2 separate regions of the Ovis aries genome follow, and region 2 is linked to region 1. The links are chromatin contacts, called in public Hi-C maps. All regions are on one chromosome and are shown on one strand. The core of a region is the stretch at or near the end of the contact, and the rest is flanking DNA. Distances in the headings are between cores, read along the strand shown.

Region 1 (4,780 bases), core at 582-3,081:
TAAAATATATCATCTATAAAATATAAAAATTATTCATGAGATTTTTTTTCCCACACTAAGGCTTCGAAACCCAGAGATCTGTAGTATTGATGGCATATATGAATAACATATATTTATGGCATATATGGCATATATGAATTTCCACCTGGAGTAGGAAATGACCACCCACTCTTGCCTGGAAAATTCCATGGACAGAGGAGTGTGGTGGGCTACAGTCCACGGGGTCGCAAAGAACTGGACATGACTTGGTGCACACACACAGCACGTGAACATAGACCAGCCACATTTCGAGTTCCCAGGCACCATATTAGACAGATAGTCTCTGAAGATGATGTTCCCCCCTCAAAACATTGTGACTTTCCTGAAACATTTTCCATAGAATAAATGAAACTGTGATGCTTGACTCTTACTTGATTTAAAATGCTCGCATTCCTAATAAGATAAGAATTTCTAAAAACGTCTTTTGAAGCGTACCAAGCAGCCTTGGTTGGCCCTTTCCTTCTAGTGCTGAGAACTGCGATCAAAGCATCATATGTTAGGCTAATTAGTTTTTGCCCCTCACAATGGAAAAATAAATATAGCCAGATTCTTTATGAGAAAAAGTTTTACTTATCAGGAAGCTGTAGTATTTATAAACTAATATGAAATAAATGTCCTCAAGACATCTAAAGCCCTCATAATAAACAGATCTCAACAGGAAAAAATGCAAATTCATAATCAAAATTGTAGATATCAACTGCCCCATTGCTTAGGGCTATTCACCAACCTATGATTGAACACCCACATGTATTCGCGTGTTGTCTGCCAGGGACCCTGGGCACACAAGCTGCCCTGGAGGCGAGCAGGGCCTAGTGACAGCCAGGCAGACTGAGAACGCAGGGGCAGGAATGGCCTCGAAGCCAATGTCTGCCCGAGAGGCTGCCTGGGTAGAAGACTCTAGGCCTGGATCCAGGGCTATGGCTAGGAGTTCTGCGGGGAGGAAGGCAGGAAGGAGGGACACAGGAAGGGAGTAGTCCCTGGCTGTCAGGGAAATGCAGGCTGTTGGTGAAGCACAGAAGGAAGCTTCCAGAGTGGGATGGTCAGGACCAGTGCCGCCCAAGACCAATACAACATGAGTCTTACATGCAGCATTTATTTTTAGTAGCCACATTAAAAGGAACATAAAATTAATTTTAATAACATATTTTATTTAACCCACTTTTTCCAAAACGTGATCATTTCAACACGTGCGTACTTCACGTTCTCTTGTCACATAAGTCTGCGAAATCCCGTGTGAAACTTGCCATCATAGCACATCTCAGTTTGGAGCAGCCCCATTTCCAAGGCTCCAGAGCCACAGACCCCGGTGGATGCCATATACGGCTGCGCAAATCTAGCTATGGGTGTGTGTAGTAGGATCCATAACTTCTGCTTGGATTCTTAAGTCCAAGAGAGAAGTCAGATCAGCTTAGAGGGAGCGGGCTGGGGACACAGAGGGAGATCAGGTCATCCAAGCCTTTGGAGGGGCCAGCATGCCTGGCTCTGCTATAACCAGAGATTGAATGAGAGGCACCAGCTCCTCTCACGCGTCCCCAAGGGTGTCTGTGCAAACAGTGTCAAGATGATGCAGAGCACCGAGGAACACTCGCTAAATTTTGCCAAGTGCTTGGACACCCGATCACAAGGGTGACCCAGAAAACTGCCAGTGCACCTGTGATGAGGGGCTTGGCGCGGAGCCCGGCGTGGAGGTCACCTGAGGTCACTGCCGGAGGCGGGGAGCCCAGCGCCGAGGCTGCCTAATGTGGAAATGTTTGGATCCGAGCGGGGCAGGCGCTGGGGGCAGCCTCCAGGCCGATGGGGAGGAGACCTGGCCGGCGGGGGCCGGAGCTCAGCGCTGACAGTATCCAGGCGCGCAGAGGACCACGTGGTCCGCAGCGCCGCGCCTGCCAAGACCCCGACAGCGTCTTTCCTAATAAGTCTGGCGATGCCTGCGTCCTTTCTCTCTCGGCAGAACAACCTCTCGCCTGCTCCCAGGTCTTATTTAAGAAGAGCGGGCCGCAGGGGAGAAAAGCAAGCCAAACTCAGCAGAGGTGGAGGCCAGCTTTCCTTTCCCCAGGCTTCCCCTCTCCGCAGAAGATCGGCTTTGTGAATGAATGAAGGGATACTTTCTCCAAGATGGCATACTCCACGCTCCCGTTGTTGAGTACGGGGTGGGGGTCGGCCCCCCCTCCCCCCGCCACTTCCCTGAGCATTATCCTCTGCTGCTCCTGCCTACCCCTCCCTGCAAAGGCACCGCCCCTCTAACTTCAGAAAGAGGTCACCCTCCCAGCATCTGGGTCTGGCTTGGGAATCCACGCTTCCTGGTTGCCTCCCAGCCCCACACAAGGGAGGGCAGGATTACAACACGTGTGTGTTTGGGTCAAAAGGAGCACTTTTGAACTATGGCTGCAAGAAAGAACAGCCTGTACAGCCACCCCGAGTCTCCCAGCAACAAAGAATGTACAACAAAGAATGATTAGCCCTCACTTGCAAAACAATTTTTTTTTAAAGAGGTGCAGCGTGGTCTGTTTACGGGGTCGTGGAAGGAGAGTAGTTGGATGGAAAGGCGCCCTCCCTGGACACCAGAGGCCCAGCGTCATTCCCGCTAAGGGGGTGGGGGTGGGGGCGGTTTGACCTTGGCTTTTACTCAGAAGCCCTTGTAACACGATTACCGATTACTGTCGGGGTTTTGCAAGCTTCCAGACCCAGGTGTGGTTGAAGGTCAGCTGCTGGCGGACAAGGGGCTCTCCAGCCGTTGGGAGAAGGTTACAAAGAATAATTTTCCTGTCCAAGGGCTTGTAGATGATTAACATGTTTCTTTCTGTTAACCAGAGAGTTAATAGTCATTCCAAGCACTCTTTGATAATGGGGGCGGAGGGGAGAAAAGGAATACTGTTAACCATTAATCGAGGAAGATGCCGTAAAAGTTAGTATGGAAAATACGCAATTTGGGAGAGGAATTCACAGGCAAGGCGAGCCTGGTGGGGACAGAGGAGGAGAGGGAGCGGTGAGGCCATAAAGTTCATGCATACTTAGAGTGGGGATTTTTTTTATCCTTTTCCTTGTTACATTACACTGAGGGAACAGAGTAGGGATAACAAAATAACAAACACGGGAACATTATAAATAAAGCCAATTTTATTGGCTCTTTTTCTCCAGCCTCCCACAGCTGAGTGTGTCCTCTGCATGACTTCTTCTTTGGGCCTCTTTGGGGAGGAGAGGAGCCCAGACACCCCACCTTCCCTTGGAGAAAGCGTGACCAGAAGGCTCACCCTAGGAAGCCTCTCCTTAGGGCCCCCTTAGCCAGGGCCTTCATCCGCGACTCAAATCATCCTGCTGGGCCCCTGGGCAGCCTCACCTGGAGGAGAGGCTGCCCATTCGCTGCCCTGGAGAAAAGTAGTGTCGGCTTGTTGCCAGGTTATGACACAAGGCCCTGGTGCCCATGAGTGCTTTCACAGCAGGCCTGGCTCTGGACACAGGAGGACACAGGAGCAAAACTCTTGCTTTGCATAGGTTGCTCCCAGATACCCCAACAAAGTTTCTGGGTGCAGCACACAAGCCTGTGTATTTAAAAAAAAAACAAAAAGACAACTTTGTATCATGGATGAGGTTTCTACTTGATGCCCTGCACTTACTTTTATTGATTGATTGATTTGATTTTGGCTGGGTCTTTGATGCACCTTGACTTTCTCTGTGGCACAGAGGGCTCCTTGGCAGGGGGGATCTTCGTTCCCCGTCCAGGGACTGAACCCACATCCCCTGTAATTCTTTCCCACTGGACCACCAGGGAAGGCCCCAGCATATGTGTTTTTTTAAAGCCTAATTCTTCTGTGTAGCTGTAGTCGAATGGTCATCACCTGGAAGAGACAGGGTGGAGAAGAGAGCTGGGTTGCAGGGCTCAGAGTAGGTGAGGCATGAGTTGATGGACCAAGAAGATGACAGCCAAGATGAAGAGTGTGTGATAAGTGTGGATGGTCAAAAGGTTCTGGGCAGCACTGGAGCAATGCTGTGGGGACCTCATTGGGGAGACTACCCACTTCCCTCCCAGAAACTTGGAAAGACATGGTGGACAGTATAGATACCTTTGGAACCACTCCTTTCATCCAGTTCCTGGAGGGACACAGGCCAGGGAAAGTTGACTTCAGGGAGGCATGTCCCAAGAGCACGTGACGCTCATACGGTAACTCACCTACTTGTGCAGGCAGAGAGAGATGGCTTCTCTCCTGAGCTCTGTTCTCCACTTGCTCTGTGAATGAAGGTTTCATATTTTCCATCTGTTAAATGGAATAATAATTCTTGACATCTGCCTGCCTCACTTGGACACTATGAATAGAACATTTTCCCCAAGTGCTTTGGGCTGACGTTAAAAGGAACTTCCTAAACATTAGCGCACTCACTGCTAGATTTTCTTGGACACCAGTCAACTTAAATGGATAATAATAAATTCCTCTGCCTATCTTTGTTGAGAGATTAAAAGAGAGAAAAATCCCACAAGACTTTGGTTCTTGAATCCTCTGCTCTATAAAATCTCTTTTGGGAGAAGGGTCTGAGGATATACCCAGGGTTGTAAGATGGCAAGAGGTGTTTCTAGAATATTGTGGTTTTAAAATCCCCTTTCCTGAATGATGTAGACAAAAGCAGTCTGCAACAGAAGGAAAAGAATGGAGTCGAGTTGCTACTGGACTCTGGGACCATGTATAGACATGAGATAGATTCCTGGATACGTGTACTCATCGGCATTTATTCATTTCACCCATAGTAA
Region 2 (4,780 bases), core at 654-3,153, 250 kb after region 1:
TTCTAAGCATGTATATGTGTGTGTGTGTATTTTCAAATGGTAGAAAATATTTTCCAGATACACTGCCCGGGCATTTCCAAGCACGTATTTATGCCAAGTTTATAAAAAGCAGCTGCAGACAGGGTTGACCGAAAGGATTGCTCTGCTGTCTGGCTTCCAGAAGGTGCTTGGGTCCTAGCTCTGCCATCAGGACACATTCTTACCTCCTAAAGCTCTCTCACCTGTGTCCTGCTCCCGAAAGAAGACAAACCTCTTTGGGGGCCCCGTGACCCAGAGGGACGTGGGGCCCCTGCTCTCCTAGGCATTCACAACATGCTTTTGCTTTGCAGGGTCCTATAATGACCTGTGCTTTATCACTTTTAGTCATTTGAAATCCCCACGCAGACACAGAAAGGAAAGGGTTCCGAGGCGCATTTCATAAATATCTGGACGACCTGCTTGGAGGGGCAGAATGGTGGGAGGCCCATCGGCGTCAGTTTCTGAATTGTGCAGAGCAGACTGTGGAACTGCGTGGCTGAGCCTGTGTCAAACTGTCTGCATCTTCTCACGTGGACCTGAGACTCTCCAGTCCCCTCCCCTCGGCCCTCAGTGGGTGAAGCCCCCAGCTGCCCAGTGAGAAGCTCCAGCCTCCCTTGCGCCCTGGAGGGGCCTCTCCCTGGGACACCCTGAGCCACTGTCTGCCTGCACCCACATCCAGACGCTCACTGGCCTGAGGCAGGCCTTATGAGGCAAGGCCTTAATGAGGATGACCATAACCTGCTCCCTCGCTCTCCCGGGGGGTGACTAATTCATTAATCCTGGGAAGGCCCTTTGCAGAGGACAGGCAGGGTATTACTCATGGGACTGAAGGCAGGCACCTGACCCAGTCTGGGCCTGAGTCAGCAGAGAGACCTCCCACCTGCAGGCAGGCTGGGCGAGCTGGCCGGGCTCCCTGCTCAAGGTCAGGGTTGGCCAAGGGGAGGGGTGTGGCCAGCACACCTCCACAGAGTTTGGGAACCGTGTCTCATGGGCGTTTGCATGGTTGAATAAGCCTTCAAATGACTCTGCCAAGAGGCCAGCACACCTTGAGAATATCAGTCAAGACAGGATTTCCTGGTCATTGTTAGGGGAAAATGCTTTTCTCAGAGCGAATTCCTCCCAAGAAATGTTGTTTTCGCCTCCCCTGAGAGGGAAGCGAGCTGAGGCAGCAGCGACGGGCAGTCTGGGGGACCTGAGATAGGTGTGCAAACGTGGGGGACAGCTATGTTTTCTCTCCTCCAGCTCTTGGTCCTCTCAGTCTGCTCCCCACTCACATCTCACAGGAAGAGGAAGTAGCAGCCAGAACTGGGAAGCAAGGGTCAAAACCAGTGCATGAGGGCGAGGGCTGCTCAGGCCTCTACCCACCCTTGACCCAGCGGAGGGGGTTCTGACACAGCGGCAGCTCAGAAGCCAGGAACAGAAAGCTTTTGAGTGGCCAAGTTGACGCCAAGATTCCACTGCCGAGAGCCCGTTTCCTGCACTCGGCACATTCTTCCCCGCCCCTTTCCCCCTTCCAGCCCCTTCTCCCAGTGACCCTGCTCCACGCTGCCTCTGTGCATGCAGCCCTAGTTTCTTTTTCCTTCTAGAACACAAGTCATGCGACCAGAAGGATTGCAGGCACTTCTGCTTTCTCTTTTAGGCCCCCAGGTCCTTATAAGTCTTTCACGGCCCTTGCTGCTTCCCTAGATTGCCTGAAACTCTAGAGGGGCCCCCACCCCCACCACACACAGAATGATAAAGATGCAAAAATAGGATGGACAGAGGGGACCCTGAGGGCAGAAAAGGAGGCAGCTGGGCTACTCCTCTTTGCAGGCACCCAGGGACGGACAGGGCAGACTGGGTTGGGGGCAGAGCAACAGGAACAGGCTACGAAATGATTTTGTTCTGTTCTGTTTGGAAGGAGGTGGGTGGAAATGACAGTTTGGAGAGGATTGGAATGAGGGAAAACGGTTTCAGGGGAGGAAGCCTCTTTTCTCCAGTTCTAACAGTGCCATCCAGTGGCTGAGCGAGCAGGCGCAGGGCAGAGGTGCAGGGCAGAGCCTCTGGACAGCCCCCACGGCCCTGTGGAGAGAGGAGCGGCCGGACTTTCAAAGGGCACCCAGCTGATGGCCGGGGGCCAGCCTCCAGCCGCATAGCCAAACTCTTCCCTAGAATGGTTTGCAAGGACACGGCCAAGAGAGCTCCCCAAGTGCACCCTTAAAAACCCCAGTGGAGGGACTTCCCTGGTGGTCCAGTGGCTAAGACTCTGCAGTCTCGACGCAGGGGTCCCGGCTTCGATCCCTGGTCAGGGAATGAGATCCCACGTACTGCAGCTACAGATTCCCCATGCCACAAGGAAGATCAGAGATCCAGTATGCTGCGATGCAGACAAATAAATAAATAAATAGATAAGATATAAATTGTGTTTCCCGAAGGACAAATAAGATGAGCTTCTTTTTGAAAAATAAAATAACCCAAATGGATAGAGGCGACCAAGCTTACCAGGTTCCTGCTTCGTTTAGCTTCTGCCTACCCACACACAGGCGTTGCCTGGAGGCGTTATCCCATGAGAGACACCAAAGCGTATTTGCAACCGGAAAAGTGGTCAGTGACCAGAGCAAGCCTTTCTGGGCCCTCAGACCCTCGTCTATGTTCAAGGGAGAGCGAGGGCAGAAGGATGCTGAGCGAGACGAGGCAAGGTGAGCACACCTACGGAAACCTAATCAGGCTAAACTTCCAGCTCAGGACACAAATCTCCTGGCATTTCATTTGACTGTAGTTGCTTTCTTTTTTTTCTTTTTTCAACCCTGTAAATCAAAATCAATTTGGCTTAGAACTCCACAAATAGCTTTCTTTCCAAAGAGAGGCATTTTACTAAAATAGGAGACTTTGCCAGCTGTTGTGTGTTTGGTACCTGGAATCAAGGAGCAAGTGGACCTCCATAAGAACGTTCCCCCAGGAGTCCAGGCTCTTGATGCTCTTCACACCCTGACGCTGAGCTGCTGTGAACCTCTGAGGCAGTGACCTCATGTGCTAGCTTCTGTGCTCAGTTTTATCCGGCTCTTGTGACCCCATAGACTAACCCGCCAGGCTCCTCTGTCCATGGGCTTCTCCAGGCATGAATACTGGAGTGGGTTACGATGCCCTCTTCCAGGGGATCTTCCCCACTCAGGGATCGAACCCAGCTCTCCTACATTGCAGGCAGATTCTTTACCGTCTGAACCTGTTCCATAAAACCAGGAGATACAGTGAGATCCACAGTTTTCAAAACTCACTCCTCAGCACTAGCAGAGGGATATCAGTTTGGCGGGACTTTGGTTACCACCTCCTTTACCAGAACAACTCGGCCTTTGTCCATTTTTTTCCATAGTTGGCTGCTAGGCAAGATCTTACAGACAAGCAAAAGTTAGGAGAATTCAGCACCACTAAATCAGCTTTGGGCTTCCCTGGTGGCTCAGACGGTAAAAGTGTCTGCCTGCAATGCAGGGGACCCGGGTTCGATTCCTGGGTCGAGAAGATCCCCTGGAGAAGGAAATGGGAATCCACTCCAGCACTCTGGCCTGGAAAATCCCATGGAAGGAGGAGCCTGATAGGCGACAGTCCATGGGGTCACAAAGAGTCAGACATGACTGAGCGACTGAACTGAACTGAACTGAACTGAAATCAGATTCACAACAAATGCTAAAGGAACTTCTCTAAGCAGGAAACACAAGAGAAGGGGGAAAAAAGAAATACACAAAATAAACCCAAAACAGTTAAGGAAATGGTAATAGGATCCTACATATCGATAATTACCTTAAATGTAAATGGATTAAATGCACAAAAGACAGAATGACTGGGCAGACGAAAACACGCGCATGGATGCCCTTCCACTTACCACATCACTCTGCTTGGCCCCCAAATAGTATGTAATTATTTTATATTGTTAGTTTAATCATGTTTCCATTATGGCTTGCACTTGTAATGATTTTTTATGTTTTGTCTGGCTATCGATTGTGAAAACGTCTTCTACAATTGAAAATAAAAGATCTTATATGAACAAAGGGTTCCACAGTGCCATAGCCAATTTTTTTTAATTTTTCATTTTATTTTACTTTACTTTTCATTTGGCTGCACCAGTTCTTAATTGTGGGATGGGGAATTTAGTTCTGCAACCTAGGATCAAACCCGGACTCTCTATGTTGGGAGCACAGAGTCCCAGCCACCACCAGAGAAGGAGCACCAGAGGTCTCTTCGTGGGCACTTCTGAGGTGCTTGCCTGGACCACAGTTGTCATGACCCCCCACCACGCCAGCAGACGCCCTAACACCACGTCTGTACGTCGTCACTGCATTCCCAGATGACGACTGACTACCCAAGAGATGGACAGCTGTCCCAGGCGACCCAATCTGGTTCTTCCTCCCCAGAATTTGAAAGTGGGTCAGACTGGGTCCAAGTCAGTCTCCCATCAGAGCTGAGGTGGCCAGCAGGGAATGGGTGTCTGGGATTAGGGGAGGAGGGAGGAGCCCCGAGCAGCTTTCCACTCCCCGTGGGGTTCCCCCAACCTCCTCCCGCCATGTCCCCCTTCAGTAAACAATGTCACCTGTTAAAAGCTGCCATGTTCCCCTTCAGTAAACATCCCCTATTAAAAGCTTTAAAAGCTCTAGACAGGATCCTCTAAAAGCTTCTTCCTGTCTCTAAGAAAAAGCGAGATCACCCCGCCCAGTGCAATACACCTCATCTCCCTGGAGCCACATTCTGGTTTTTCTCTTTTTCAAGTGCAGTTTCTGGGACTTCCCTGGTG

The links. A called contact is a pair of places that touch in the nucleus more often than the background predicts.
Region 2: a Hi-C map of liver shows a contact between it and region 1, with 9 times the contacts expected there. The contact joins two enhancer-like sites. A contact is called at or near these places in 4 of 16 Hi-C or Micro-C datasets (liver, muscle, skin fibroblasts and 1 more).

Annotation. Positions count from the first base shown.
Region 1 is chr25:6,968,705-6,973,484 of ARS-UI_Ramb_v3.0, forward strand. LOC132658675 (a long non-coding RNA gene) reads right to left here. Exons shown (of 2, transcript XR_009598602.1): 2 at 3,139-4,292. Among named protein-coding and RNA genes, the nearest start is that of IRF2BP2, 190 kb to the left of the region's middle. Within about 2 kb of position 1,832, at least 39 of the 54 cell types and tissues checked have an H3K27ac peak or open chromatin away from gene starts, as enhancers often do. A contact at or near this core is called in liver, where this site is marked.
Region 2 is chr25:7,217,253-7,222,032 of ARS-UI_Ramb_v3.0, forward strand. No RefSeq gene overlaps it. Among named protein-coding and RNA genes, the nearest start is that of TRNAR-CCU, 3.2 kb to the left of the region's middle. Within about 2 kb of position 1,904, at least 32 of the 54 cell types and tissues checked have an H3K27ac peak or open chromatin away from gene starts, as enhancers often do. A contact at or near this core is called in liver, where this site is marked.